Regions from separate parts of the Mus musculus genome. Here all the other regions are linked to region 1. A link is a contact called in public Hi-C data. All regions are on one chromosome and are shown on one strand. The core of a region is the stretch at or near the end of the contact, and the rest is flanking DNA. Distances in the headings are between cores, read along the strand shown.

The links. Hi-C and Micro-C count contacts between places; a contact is called where the count stands out from the background.
Region 2: a contact with region 1 is called in a Hi-C map of liver, with 5 times the contacts expected there. The contact joins two enhancer-like sites. A contact is called at or near these places in 2 of 484 Hi-C or Micro-C datasets (both in liver), 1 of 115 datasets of contacts at active chromatin or transcription factors (hepatocytes) and 1 of 9 other capture datasets (embryonic stem cells).
Region 3: a contact with region 1 is called in a Hi-C map of liver, with 1.6 times the contacts expected there. The contact joins two enhancer-like sites. A contact is called at or near these places in 2 of 39 promoter capture datasets (liver and pre-B cells), 2 of 484 Hi-C or Micro-C datasets (both in liver), 3 of 115 datasets of contacts at active chromatin or transcription factors (embryonic stem cells, extraembryonic endoderm stem cells and pancreatic cancer cells) and 2 of 9 other capture datasets (adipose tissue and pancreatic islet).

What each region holds. Positions count from the first base shown.
Region 1 is chr15:25,927,374-25,931,874 of GRCm38.p6, forward strand. All of the region lies in intron 3 of Retreg1 (reticulophagy regulator 1), which reads left to right. Among named protein-coding and RNA genes, the nearest start is that of Mir7212, 19 kb to the right of the region's middle. Within about 2 kb of position 2,733, at least 19 of the 459 cell types and tissues checked have an H3K27ac peak or open chromatin away from gene starts, as enhancers often do. A contact at or near this core is called in hepatocytes and liver, where this site is marked.
Region 2 is chr15:26,376,505-26,381,005 of GRCm38.p6, forward strand. All of the region lies in intron 2 of Marchf11 (membrane associated ring-CH-type finger 11), which reads left to right. Among named protein-coding and RNA genes, the nearest start is that of Gm36790, 67 kb to the right of the region's middle. Within about 2 kb of position 2,622, at least 18 of the 459 cell types and tissues checked have an H3K27ac peak or open chromatin away from gene starts, as enhancers often do. A contact at or near this core is called in hepatocytes and liver, where this site is marked.
Region 3 is chr15:25,635,581-25,640,081 of GRCm38.p6, forward strand. All of the region lies in intron 1 of Myo10 (myosin X), which reads left to right. Among named protein-coding and RNA genes, the nearest start is that of Myo10, 15 kb to the left of the region's middle. Within about 2 kb of position 2,256, at least 105 of the 459 cell types and tissues checked have an H3K27ac peak or open chromatin away from gene starts, as enhancers often do. A contact at or near this core is called in liver, where this site is marked.

The DNA of each region.
Region 1 (4,501 bases), core at 1,483-3,982:
AGTCTAGCAGATCCCGAACCTGTGGCTACACCGTGCTTTTGTGTTTTGGTTTGGAGAAAGGGTCTCTCGCTCTGTAGTTCAGACTGACTTATGGCATACTCTGTAGCCCAGGCTGGTCTCAAAGTTATGCCCTTCCTCCTGTCGGTGCCTCCAAAATTCTGGGGTTAGAGATGGCAGCTACCATTCTTGCGATCTTGGTTCTGAGGGCTGTCTGAAGACAGGACAAAGCATTTTTCTTTTCTTTTTTTTTTAAGCTTTTCTCTTCTTTATTCAAAATTATTTCATACATATAGAAAGAGTAAGACACCTATATAAAACATACAGACCTTATTTTAAAAGTCTCATTCCCCCTTCCAGCTTCTGGATAGTGTTCTTTTTTTCCATTTTTTATTAGGTATTTAGCTCATTTACATTTCCAATGCTATACCAAAAGTCCCCCATACCCACCAACCCCCACTCCCCTACCCACCCACTCCCCCTTTTTGGCCCTGGCGTTCCCCTGTACTGGGGCATATAAAGTTTGTGTGTCCAATGGGCCTCTCTTTCCAGTGATGGCCGACTAGGCCATCTTTTGATACATATGCAGCTAAAGACAAGAGCTCCCGGGTACTGGTTAGTTCATAATGTTAGAACAAAGCATTTTTCTGTCTTGTCTTCAGATGTAAAAGGTGGACTCTGGAATTTGAAGTCTACACAGCCCTATAAATCCCGCCTGTGTGACCGGCTGTGCCTCACATGGCCTTATGTGGTGGGTTGTTTTTTAGTTCCACCCAGAGCCTGCTCAGATAGAACTGCAGATCTCCCATGCACCGGCACGCCCACCCGAACACCAGGCGAGTGACTCAGATGCACTGTCCTCTCTAGGAACCCCCAGAGGCTGACACTGAGTTGCTGAGGCAAAACTGTGACAAGGAGTACGCAAGGAATCACCTTCAGGGAGGAGGGGTAGGAAAGGGGGAGAAGGCTAGATAAAGACCTTCAACTGACCCCTACGGGACTCTCTAGAGCTAGGACAGCCAGACAGTGGCACCCCAAATCTCAGGGAACCTGGCATTTTTATCCCTGGTCTGATCAGCCACTACTGTGTCACTGGGAGAAGCAATTGTCTTTAGCCAAGTTGGTCCCACACACCTCTCCACAACTGGTAAGTCTTCACTGCCTACAGGGATCTGACAACACAATCCACATCGAGCTGCTTGCTGATAGTCCCTCTGTCCTGCAGTTTGGGCATGGCATCTGTAAGCCTCCTTCTTGCCTTAGATCCTTGGCATCTGAGCCCATCTACCCCTCCATAGCTGGTGTATGATTGCAATGCCTCATGGGATCTGTGCAGAGGGCTTCCAACAAATGAGTGCTAATGAGTGAACAGAGCTTGGGATTTTCTTGTCTGTTCCAAAGAGTCAGATTTTTTTTTTCTTGGAAAGAGAGTGAATGCTTGCCTATAATCTTCTTGGTCCATTTGACAAGCACAGTAATCTGCCCCCTATAAACACTGGGAGATTCCCCCAGTGCAGTGTTTAAATTTGTGTACATTTAAGGAGATTGGAGGGATGGCTTTGCATTTAAGAGCACTTGCTGCTTCTTATCAAGGACCTGGGTTCAATTCCCAGAACCCACGTGGTAGCTCCCAGCCATCTATAGTTCTGCTCCATTGGGTCTGACGCCCTCTTCTGGCCTCTGCAGGCATTGCACGAGAGTGGTTCACAAACAGCGTAAGCAAAATACATAGAATAAAAATAAAAAGGTGTGAATTCATCTAGGCTACAGTGCGTATCTGTTTGATCAGACACCCATTATGATGCCCTTGTAAAGGACTTTTTAGATATAATAAGCTCAGCAGTGAACTGTGAATATAGCAACTCCTACTTCATAACTACAGTGTTTGAAAGCCTTGCCAACCCTCTCTCTCCTGAGTACAGGAACGGTGTTTTTGTTGTTGTTGTTTTTGGTTTTGGTTTGTTTTTTCCTTAAGTCAGTCTGTGTATGTGTCCATCCTGTTGTTGCATTTCCCTGAGAAATTTAGCTAATGCTCTTTGGAACCCAGGATTCACTTCTCTGTGCCCAAGTCTTACCCTGACAGTTGTCATGCTCATGGGGGGAGTCCAGGAGCGACTTTGTCTTTTCCAGCCTCAGTCTTGAGCAGACTGGCTTGAGAGTAGCCTTCCTCTGTAGCTATGGGGCTGGTGGTCACTCTCTGTCACCACACAGAACTCAGAAAAGGCTGCTTTGTCGCTGTTGACAGGAACTTCCTGTCTGTTTTCTCACACGAGGCCAGGTGCTCAGCCATGGGGAGAAGGGACAGCCATTGCCCTTCGGAGCAGCGTAAACACGATGTCCTTGCTTGCACATGACGGGGCTCGTGCTGTTCTCTGACCTCTCGTAAAGCTTCTGACACTCGGCGTTCCTTTGCTCTCAACTTATATTTAGGACTGAGTTGATCCTTATATTTTAACTGCCTTCCTGGCCAGAGAAGCCAGCTTAGGAGGAGTCCGAGCAGGGCCACTGTACTTTGACATTTTTAGTATGGCTTGTGATTTTTGTCTCATGAAACAAAAAACAAAACAAAACAAAAAAACCAAAACCAACCAAACAAACAAAAAACCAAGCAGAAAACATGAACTCGAGTTGAAGAGAAAATATTTGTGTTGGCTGTGGATAAGGCTGAAGGCAGAGCTACCGGTGGGAATCTGCTGTGAAAACTCCCGGGAGCTGTGTGGGAGCTTGCCATGGTTTGGTGCTAAAAGTAGGCGCATGCAGTGAGGCCAAGTTTTGTTTTATTTTTAAGCCACGGCTTCATCTAATCGTCTCCAGAGAAGACAAACATGGAAGGTCGGGACGGATGACCCACCTGGCGAGGAAATCCGGGCTTGGTGTATTGAAGTTTTTGGAGATTTTGTCAAAGTTGGGGGGAAAATGACAGCTTGTTACTCTTGGCTTCATGAGAGCACACTGGAAAGAGTTCACAGGGCCCATTCCGTGGACACAGCTCATACCCCAAAAATGCGTGAGCCTGTACAGCATCCTCTATCATGTGCATTCATAGGGATGGATATATGTGTGGACTGCAGACACTTACTGCCCATTTGTGTCCCTGTCCCCTAGCTGCTGGCTTCTGAGGTTGTCTCCTGGCTGGTGTTGACACCGGGTAAGAAGGAGATGGAGTCACTTTGGAAGGAACTCAGGGTCTCACTTGTCATGAGGGCAGTGTCAAGTGGGCAAGTGTGACAACCACAGAGATGGCCTTTAGCTCATGTGAGGGGTTAGAGAATCAACGTTCAGTCAGGGACAAAATCAACTTTGTGCCTGGAACTCTGGCATTAAATAATGCAGAGAGCAGAAGACCGGAACCCGGGTTCATAGGTTGGAGCAATGGAGGAGAAAAGAGCCCCTCCTACATGCCCACACTCCGTTGCATAGGCCTTAAGACTTTGGTCCCTTGGGCCTCACCATTAATTCTTTGAGTGCAGATTGGATTAAGTAGGGAGAGAAAAGATGGCGGCTTGACAGTGTGCCTATCTGAAAACACTGCCTCTGCCAAGTGATCCATTCGACATGACCAGTGGTCAGTCATGTGGGCCCTTTGAACACTGTGTGAGCTGATGCAGCCAGCTTCAAGGTTTTCTTGCTGACTCTCAGTCTAATGCTGAGAAAAACAGGAGACAAACCCAAACAGGAAGCTACCTACAGGACCCACCAGAACTTAGTGGACCTCATGAAAACACAGGAGAGACCCCAGCAATTCTCATCATCTCTGAGTGTCTGTGGATTTAATACTTGACTGCAGTGTGCTGCCCTGAATGGGGTCCGGGGTGTGGGGGGAGTTAGTGAGAAAGCTACTGAGAAACAGATTCTGGAGTTTAGCTGATGGTGATGGACCAGTGTTAGCTTTTTGGTTCGACTTCTTTTGAATGTGTAGGAAGCTGGTAGGGCTCATGACAGGGTATATACCCATCTCTGTGCTGTCCTATGGCTGTTCTGTCATAACCAACATGATTCAACCTAGCCCACAGTAGCAGGTTGGTGTGTACTCCCAGGGGTGGATGGTGCATCTTGGAGCCCATTGTTTCAAGATGCTGGCATGTGGTCAGGGAGTCATGAACAGCCCTAGTAATGTGTACTGGGCTCAGTTTATCAAGATTGACATTTGGGGGCTGTTTAACTCTGGTTTTCTAGCTCATGGCCCATTGAGGGGCACTGTGATTTGAACTGTGTTGGTGACTTGGGGAAGGAGACCCTTAGGGGTGACTATGTGGGTTCTGCTTTATGAGTGGTTTACCTCATTGCTGTGGCAGTGGCATCCTGGTGAAGAGGGGAGTCTCACCCCCTTCTCTCGGATACATCCTCTTGCTTTTCTGACTTTCACTGCAGGCTAAGACAGTCAGCAGACACTTGTCAGATGTGGGTGCCTTGACCTTAAACTTACCAGCCTCCTGAAATATAGGAAATCAAACTTCTTACTTTATGAATTACCCAGTGTCCTGGCTAGATGTATGTCACCTTG
Region 2 (4,501 bases), core at 1,372-3,871, 450 kb after region 1:
ACATGCTACCTCCCAGCATTTCCACACTGAGGACCAAATTTCTAGCACATGAAAACCATATCCAAACTACACCAATAGCTAGTTTCAAGTGCCTTTTACAGAGAATACCATTGAGATCCTTATGAGATGAAGTACTTGATGGTAGGACCACTCACATCTTTGTTGTACCACACATGTGGTGCCTTCCTATATATAACGGCCAAAACATAAAAACCCACAGAAGAGGTTTTCTGCCTTTTGCTATCATCCTGTGTTATGAAGGTCACTGTTCTGCCCACTATTAGAATACTCAATGCACGCTCTGCATGAGCCGAGATGGTAATGTAGCTGTCAGCAATGGAAATTCTATGCAAAGGCAAATTTGAAAACACTGAAAATTTTCATTCTCTCCTTTAGCAAAGACAGTTCGTATATGTCTGTGGAGAGAGCAGTTCAACACATCTATAGTCTCACACGTAGGGCTCCCAGGTTCCCAGTATGTAAACATGATCCACTCAGTATTTAGAGTAGTAACTGGATCATCATGTATTATGCACTGCCATACATATGTAAATCATGTGTGACAAAATTAAGTCACCAAGCCTAATGACATTAGGCAGTTGTCACACAAGGAGCATTTATCTGATTTCAAATAATGAATAGGACCTACTTTTGTTATAAAAAAAATTAAGAGGTGAGGGAGAAGGTAGCATGAAGCTTCAAGAACTGAATATGTGAGATACATGTATTTGTTTCTCAATACATAGCACCTTGTTGAGTGTATGAAAGTCTATAAAAGACCAGGACAATCAAGTGAAAGAAGTGAGATGTGGCTAGCTCTTGCGGAATTAGGAGGAAAATGATAGAGGAACACATAAGCTTTTTCTCAAGCAAGCTCTCGAGTCTATGACCTTAGGACCCTTTGCCTGTTCTCAAATAATCAGCCTGTAAAGGAAAGTACAGTTCCTGTCCCGGGGGAAAACTCTGGGTAGACACTACTTTGAAAGGCTCATTTGACTCCTGCACCTGGTATCCTGGGCTCTGGCCAGTAACAGATGCTTCCCTGGTTAGCATTCACCTCTGCTCTAAGTCCCAGTCCTCTGTTTGCCTTGACTTGTTTCATAACCAAACCTTTACCTCATATTGATTCCTTTCATCTAGAGTTTAATTTAGAACTTTCCAGGTTGACATCTCTTTTGCCCTGACCTATATTGTGTGTTCCATCTGCAACTTCATATGGCCTTGAACCAGATTCCTAACCTGTCCTGGTATTTAGAAGAAACTGTTTCATTGGCTTTCTGAATTTTATTCGATAATATGGAGCCCTCACAAGCACCAGAACACTTGAAGTTACCCATTCCCTCATTTAGGTTTTGGTTGGTTGGTTTCTTTTGCTCATAGGACTTAGGTCTAGGTAATTTACTCAACTAAAGTGACAGTTTATGGTCAGGATAGTGTCAGTCAAATATGGGCTTTTCCTATAGCCAGGAGACGACAATGAAGACTGTTCTCATATAAGAAAGTGGGCTCAGAGATTTTCTAACTCCCCAATTCTTGTAGAAATTTCACCCCAATAAGGGATATAGAGGTTGGCTTTTCTTTGGCCATTCAAGAGAATACAAATTGGAATGATTAGCACCACGTAACAGAAGATCATTTTAAATGAGTGATCTGTAAATTTATGAACAATAGCAAGAAAACAGTTTTGCTAGTGATATTTTGATGCTATTTTTATCTAGAATTTAAATTCGGAGAGAATGACTTACTAAACAACACTACTTCCTAATTTATAAGTTTTAATTTACTTGAGTCTTTAATTTCTTTGTAATTATTTCTTTGTAATGTATTCATGTAAGTCACGTTTAAACACTTTTGGTTCATAGCTGGATGTGTGGACACTAGTGCCCAAGAGACAAAGGCAGGATGATCTGGAGGGGGAAGCCAGCCTGAGAGGCACAGCAGGTTCAAGGGTAGCCTGGACTACAGAAATACCTAAAGAGCTATTTATGCATTCCATTTCTTCATGAGTCAGTTTTGAGAGGTGATTTTTTTTGTATGCTACCTATCTATTTCCTCTATAGTATTGAGTTGATTGGCATAGCATCAGTGATTACAAACCCTCTTTCATTTCTCTAAGTTGCTGTTAACTTTTCTAAACACATGGTCCTGTTTTCTGATGGTTTCTAGAGGTTGCTTAGGTTTCTGCTTTCTTTTGTCTGATTTTATCTCAGCTCTGAAAAGTTTATGAAGATGATTTTCTCGCAAAGCAGCTGCAGTCCAAACTATGAAAGCACTTTTATCTGGCAGCCTACAAGCTACTCTATTAAGACCAGGCTTGTAACCAAGGGAATGTTTTATCTTCTTGTCATTCTGATTCCACAATGGCAAGTTTTCTTTCCATGTTTTCAATCCTAACTCTAGGGCTACAATCTAAATACGATTTAAAGATGACCGAACATAGATTGCATTTAAATTCATTTCTTTCTGATGAGGACACTCCTTAGGAGCAGATGTTCTCTTGGGTAGCCCTGGTGAGTAATCCCACCTATCATCTTACTACAGACCCATTAGCTTATGATTCATATCTGGCCTTCCTTGTAAAAGCAAATACAACACAGTACTTTGAGCTCAATGATTTAATGCTCACCAAACAAAACTGTGCCCAAGTTCAGGCTGGCGTCCTCTTAGCACATGTTATTTTCTAGGAGCAAACTGGGCTCTTAGAAAATGTTCTAACTCTTTCAGATAGCGGGATGGGGAGCACATCTCTTAGGTGGTTTCCTGGATATGCAACTATGTCTTACTGGTTGGAAGTCATTTACCCAGAAACTTGAGATCTTGTTTTGGCTTGGTCTCCTGACAGGTTTTATAGAAAATTCCTAGACTTGCCTCTGTATCTTGTCTTATCTATAGGCAGCAATAAACCCAAGCTAATCAGGCACAATCTTTTGGTGAGGTTGCTATCATTATAGTTTCAGAGAAGTTAATATTATTTTCTGAGAAGAGGGGATGGCATGGACCCTCACACAGTGTTCCTAATTATGCCCATATGTATTGTCTATATTTTTTGGAACAGACAAAAGCACTTCTAAAAGAATTCATGTTCAGAGAAGATGTACTTTACAATGTGAGTTGATTTGTTTTTCTAATCTAGTTCAAATTAAAGAGTCAAGTCCTTAAGATTATCTTCCTTTGTGGCTGTGTCTTAGACGCTGTAATTTCCAGGCTCAAGAAGCACCTATGGATGGATGCCCCTGAGCAAGCTCATGCCAGTCTTAGCTGGTGTTTGCTGGGTGGCTCTCGCTGCTACTAGTTTTCCTTCTCTTTATGGCCGATGTCACTGTGTCTGTGTTGCTCCTCCGGGAAGAACATTATACTCAGGATGTGGCTGCTTACGCACATAGAGTAAGGATGAGAGCAGGCACAGGAAGCAGGGAAGGAGGTTCAGAATTAACTTAGGTGTGGAGGACAGATCTCAACTGGTGGTTTGGACAGAGCCAAACTTTATGATGATGGATGTGAAAAGAATGGCTACTTAGCAGTCACATGGATGGCAGAAGCCACTTTCAGTATCCCAAATTTCCAGACACTGATGGGTGGGGTGAGCAGTGTGGTGAGTATAAGGAGGGTAAGTTTCAGCTTCAAGCATTGTAAAACCTGTGGTCTGTGCAAAATGTAGAGACCGCAGGACTGTCTGTGATCCAAGTAGTGGGGACTAAGCAGATGTATAAACAGTGGCTCTGAGGGCCAGGAAAGAAGAGCTGTTCTTAGAAGAGGGAAAACAAGAAGGGAAAACAGGATGGTTTGGGTAACCGAGGTGGCTTTAGAGCCCAGTTGGAAGGGATGAGAGTAGTGCTAGTAAGAGAGGGAGAAGGGACATGCTCAGTTCCCAAAGTAATAAATGATATCTGAAAGAGTGAAATAAAATGAACCAAGAGAGGTCTCTCCCTCCCTTCTTCCCCTCATCCCTTTATTCTCTTCCTAGTGATCTCTTGATCTCCCTTGATCCCTTTCTCTTAAGTTTTGTAGCAACGTGTGCCACGTCCTGAGGATTCATGCTGATCTGAAAAGCCCTCTTTGATGGTATTTACAGGCTCAGCCCTTCTTCCCTTAGGAACTGTGGACCTAGGATTACACAGAACAGTGGATAGTGCTCGGCCACAAGTCCAGCTAGAATCCTCTTTTAACAGACCACAAGACACAGGGCTGGAGCATCACCAGAAACATGTCATAGCATTGCATGGAAGCAGATATATGAAATTGTCATTAAAGTTCACTAGAGTTATGATATCTAGTAAGTTAACAGTATGATCACAGGAATCTGACCACTTCAGCTTATACCTCGTTTCTAGTCCTAAATGCAATAACTTGGGGAGACTGCATAGCTTACTGTCCTGGCTACATTTTTTTTCTGTTGTTGTTGTTGTTGTTGTTTTTTGATAAAATACTCTGACAAAAGCCACTTAAGAGATAAAAAAAGGTTTATTTTAGTTCAAAATTCAAGGGTATAATCCTGGCAGCA
Region 3 (4,501 bases), core at 1,006-3,505, 290 kb before region 1:
AAACGTTGGTGCCAAGTTCAACTTCAAGGCCCTGAAGGTCAGACACAGCCGGTAAAGTTTTTGCATTAGTTCCCTGCAGACCGGGAGACCCAGGGAAGGTCTCCTTTCTCTCCCAGTGATAAAGCTTTCCCAGCTGTAGCAATTTCCTTCTGGCCTTGGGGCAGCTCTGGTAAATTAACCTTCTGTGTGGTAGGTTCTAAAACCATGTGTCTTCAGACTCACTTGCACAAGCCAGAAAACCCTTTTGTCTGTGAAACAGAAGCTAGGATTCCCCTCCTCAGCACCTTGTTTGTCTCCAGCTGACCTCAGGTTTGCTGAGTCAATTCAGGTGACAAGTCCTGATCATTCGCCTCCACCTCCAAGTGCTGCTGTTACGGGCGTGTCACACCTGGGAAGTGTGGCGGGCAGACACTCTGCGCTAACCTACATCTCCAGTTTATTATTATTTTTTCCCTCAAGAGATCAGGAGAAAGAGCATGTCAGGAAACTGTAGGGTTATTTTTTTTTTAAAACCAGTGTGCAGTTCATACTTGTTGCTTCAATCTGCCCATCTGATGCTTCTTGTTGGCTTTGCCACGGAAGTGACATACAGCTGTCTCTCCATCTCCGGGCTTTTAGTCTACCCAGATCTTCAACAGGGTTGGACAGAGTGGACTTAAGGAAGTTAATTGGTGGTTTTAATAAAGCCATTCTGGGAAACAATCCTGCTCTCACAAATGTGAGATTTAAAAATAACAGATGGTCTGCATTTAAATAAACTTCGCAATGATGAGCGTCAGTGAAGGCTATGATGCCCGGTAGTTGTTCATCTTAAGGAGTACAGATTTTATGTTTTACAGCTGCCTTGGTGGGTAAGAAGAGTCTGCAACCATGAGGACCAGAGTTCACTTACATAAAAAAAGGCAGGCATGGCAGTGTGTGCCTGTAACACCCATAGGTGGAACCCTAAGATCTCTCTGATTAGACAGCCCAGCCAAAATGGTGAGCTTTGTTCGAGGCAATAAGTTGGGAAGCCATAACGGAACACCTCCTGTCCTGCTCTGGCTTGTGTGCGCACTCAAGTCTCTTGAGAACCCACAGCTCTTCTGGAATCTCCCCTAGCATGCACGGGTTTGAAAGCAGCTGAAATCGCCTGGGTGACCAACTCCAAGAACTGGCTGCTTAGGTAGCAGCTCCTACAGCCTTGGTGAGGATGCCAGGGATGGACTGGTGTTTGCTGCCATCCAGGGTGGTCCTTCACCAGTGGGAGCCGCTTCTTCAGTCAGGCAGACTCAGCAATCACAGTGAATCACAGTGGCAGCGGCTCCTGATCCAGCCGCCTTCTGTCTTAGGTGACTGCTTGGCTCTGCTCTTGGGCAACTGCCTTCATGCAGGGGTGGGAGGTGGGAGATTTGGGAGGGGCCGTGACAGCTAGCTTTCAATCAGTCACTTCAACCGCCTGTACTTTACGGCTTCTGTGAGAAAACCAAACCAAACCATAAAGAAGTACTTTATAGAGATTTAATATTCAGTTAGCAATTTTTTTTTCAGCTCACTTTTTCTAAGACTAAGTTACAGTTGTGTTTTTGAGAATGATAGCAGTTCTCAATCTGGAGTGATTTGCACTTTCCAGTTTAGATTGCATTTAGCAATATCTGAAGACAGTTGTGGTTGTTAGCACAGATGTGGGAAGGGATTGCTGGTATCTGCTGGGTAAGATAGATCCATGGATGTGCCAAGCATCCCGAACTGTACAGGACTGTGTGACGGTGTGCACTAGCTTGGTCCAAATGTATCCTGAAACCCTACTCTTTTCTGCTTTGATCTCTTGCTCTCTCAATAAAAGCATCCCGCTAAAGTAATTTCCCAATCTCCCAGAGTGTTTTTTCTGGGGCGTATGGATTATATAGTCTTCAGACTCTTATTAACTTTAATATTATTGTTCTATGTGTTATGACAATATATTTTTAGATCAGTGGATACCCTAATCCTCTTTACTTCTAAACTGGTTCTTGTTATAATTGTGAGCAGGTGAGCTATAACATTATTTTTATCTGGATCTTAAGGACACAGATTTGGGCACAGCACATCACCAATCTGGCAAGTGTTTTCTGAGGGCTAGCAGGGGAGCACCAGCAAGCTCCATTCTTCTCACTCGAGTTTTGTTTTGTGTCGTGTCGTTTGTTTGTTTTTGCTGTTTGCTTATTGTAGTTACTTACCAAACACCTCGGTTACCAACCCTGACCATGTAAGAGGCAGGCATTCAAGTGTGGCCAGTGAGCCCTGTTGGCAAGCTCCGCCCCTTGGCTTTTCCCCTCCTCTCCGGTTTGATGAGTAAGTGTGTGATTTTTCCTTCTGCTTCCTTCTCCCCAAGCATGGTTTATTGCTGGCCGGCCGGAGTGGTAATGAATCACTTGGAAAGGCAGCTGACTCTCTCTCTCAGCAGCACTCTTGTGTGCTAAAAATAAGAGGAAGATGATTCCCAAGTTCACACCCACATTCACTGCCGAGTTCACACCCATAACTGCTTTCATCAGGTCCTCAGGCCGGAGGCAGGCAGACTTAAGCTGGAGCCTCTTAAGTTTCCCCATTTAATTTGTGCCTTAGTGGGAGTTCTTTCTGTATTTGTCTCGGCCTGGTTTCTGTTCACCGGAGAAGACTGTAATAATTCAATCTCACTTTAAAAAAAAAAAAAAAAGATTGTGTAATGTGTTTGAGTGTGCGAGTGCAAGTGAGCGTGAGCGTGTGTGTGTGTGTGTGTGTGTGTGTGTGTGTGTACATCTGTTTGCATGTGCTGTCGAGGCCAGAAGAGGGCATTAGATTCCCTAGAGCTTGATTATAGGTTATGAGTCACCGACATGGGCACTGGGAACTGAATTCGTGTCCTCTGGAAAGGAAGCAGGTGCTGTAAACCCCTGAGCCATCTCACCAGCCCCTTAATCGGATATTTCCTGACGTCACAAGGTGCTATAAATGAGATTGATACCTTTTTAGATAAACCGTAGAATCACATATTTTGTATATCATTTGTGTTTTAGATTGGTTTCCTTTATGTTGCTGTGATAAAATAGCCTCACAAACGTAACTTAGTGGAGGGAGAATGGGGGGATTTTAAACATAGGCCCCAGAGGGATGGAGCCTGTTACGGGGAGGAAGGAGAGAGGGAGTGCAGACGCAGGACCTTGGCTGATGACGTTGTATCCACACCCAGGCAGTGGAGGAAGCTGTGCTATCAAACTTAAAACCTGGTCCCATTGACAAATGTCCTCTTGAAAGGCTCCACCTCCTAAATGTGAACTTTCCTAAACAGCAGCTGAGGGCCAAGGGTTTGCACATGAGCCTTTGGGGGGATTTTATATTCAGAGCACAACAGATAAAATTAAACTTAAAAACAAAACAAAACAAAACTCCTTGAATCCAAGTAGGATATTTAATTTTTTTAGACCAAGAGTCAGCAGACAGCTTTTGAATCAAAATGAGTCTGCCTAGAGGATGCTTTCTGGAGGACTGGCTGACCCAATGTGGAGTTCAGATCTCTGGAGATAGTTCATGCTGGAAGTCTGGGGTTGAGAGGTCGCTTCAGCCAGGACATCTTCACCCAGGCTGAGACTGAACACTCAAGGACCACACCGTTCAACCAAAGTGCGACATGCCCCAGGGATTGACTTTCTAGCCTTGTTAAATCCAGGCCAAGTGATAAGAAATGGTGTAGTGCTTCCCTTCAGAGATCATGGAGATCAGTGCTGGTTATTGGTACCCTGGGACCTCTGCCAGGCTCCGAGGCTAAGGTGTCAGCGGATGCTTAGATGGTTCCCGCTCCTTGTAGTTACTACGTGACGGGGAGTTAGGGCAGCTGGGAATGCCAAGCTCATTCCATTGATGAACTGTCACAGCTTGGAAAGTCCCTCAAGTTGATCTAGAAACCACACATCTTTTAATAAGTAACACCAGTCAGAACAGAGGCCATTCAGGAGGATCTGTTTGGAGATGTTCTGCAAGCTAAGTCCTTTATATGAAGTGTCTCACTGAATGAACACTCTGCATGCTGGGTACCCTTGCTTGCCCCAGGTGGATCTGAACTCTGTGTTTGAGAGGGTTTAAGTGCCTTGTCAGATCATAGAGCTCTCTGGAAGCTTCTAGTCTTTTGTGTCCTCCTCCTGAGCCCCAGTGTGTTGATTTCTTTGCATTCTCATGACCAACTGGATTGCCAGATCCAAGGACCGATGGCACACCCACACTGTCTGGGGCCTTTTTGTGTGTGTGCTCTAGGATCCCATCCTAGGTGATGGGTCTATGCCATAATGGGTCTCTGCCAAGATTATTTGCATAGCTTGGGTTCCAGCTGAGTCTGTTTTGTCTAGGACTTCTTCAGATATCTGAGGCTAGACACTTCATTTACAAAGAGGCAAGACAAACCAGCAGACTCAGCACAGAGAGCATCTCAGCAGATCAGTGCTATGGATGGGCTGTGTAGCAGACTTCCCTGCTCCTAAGAGATGATGGTCCTGCGATGTGTTGATTT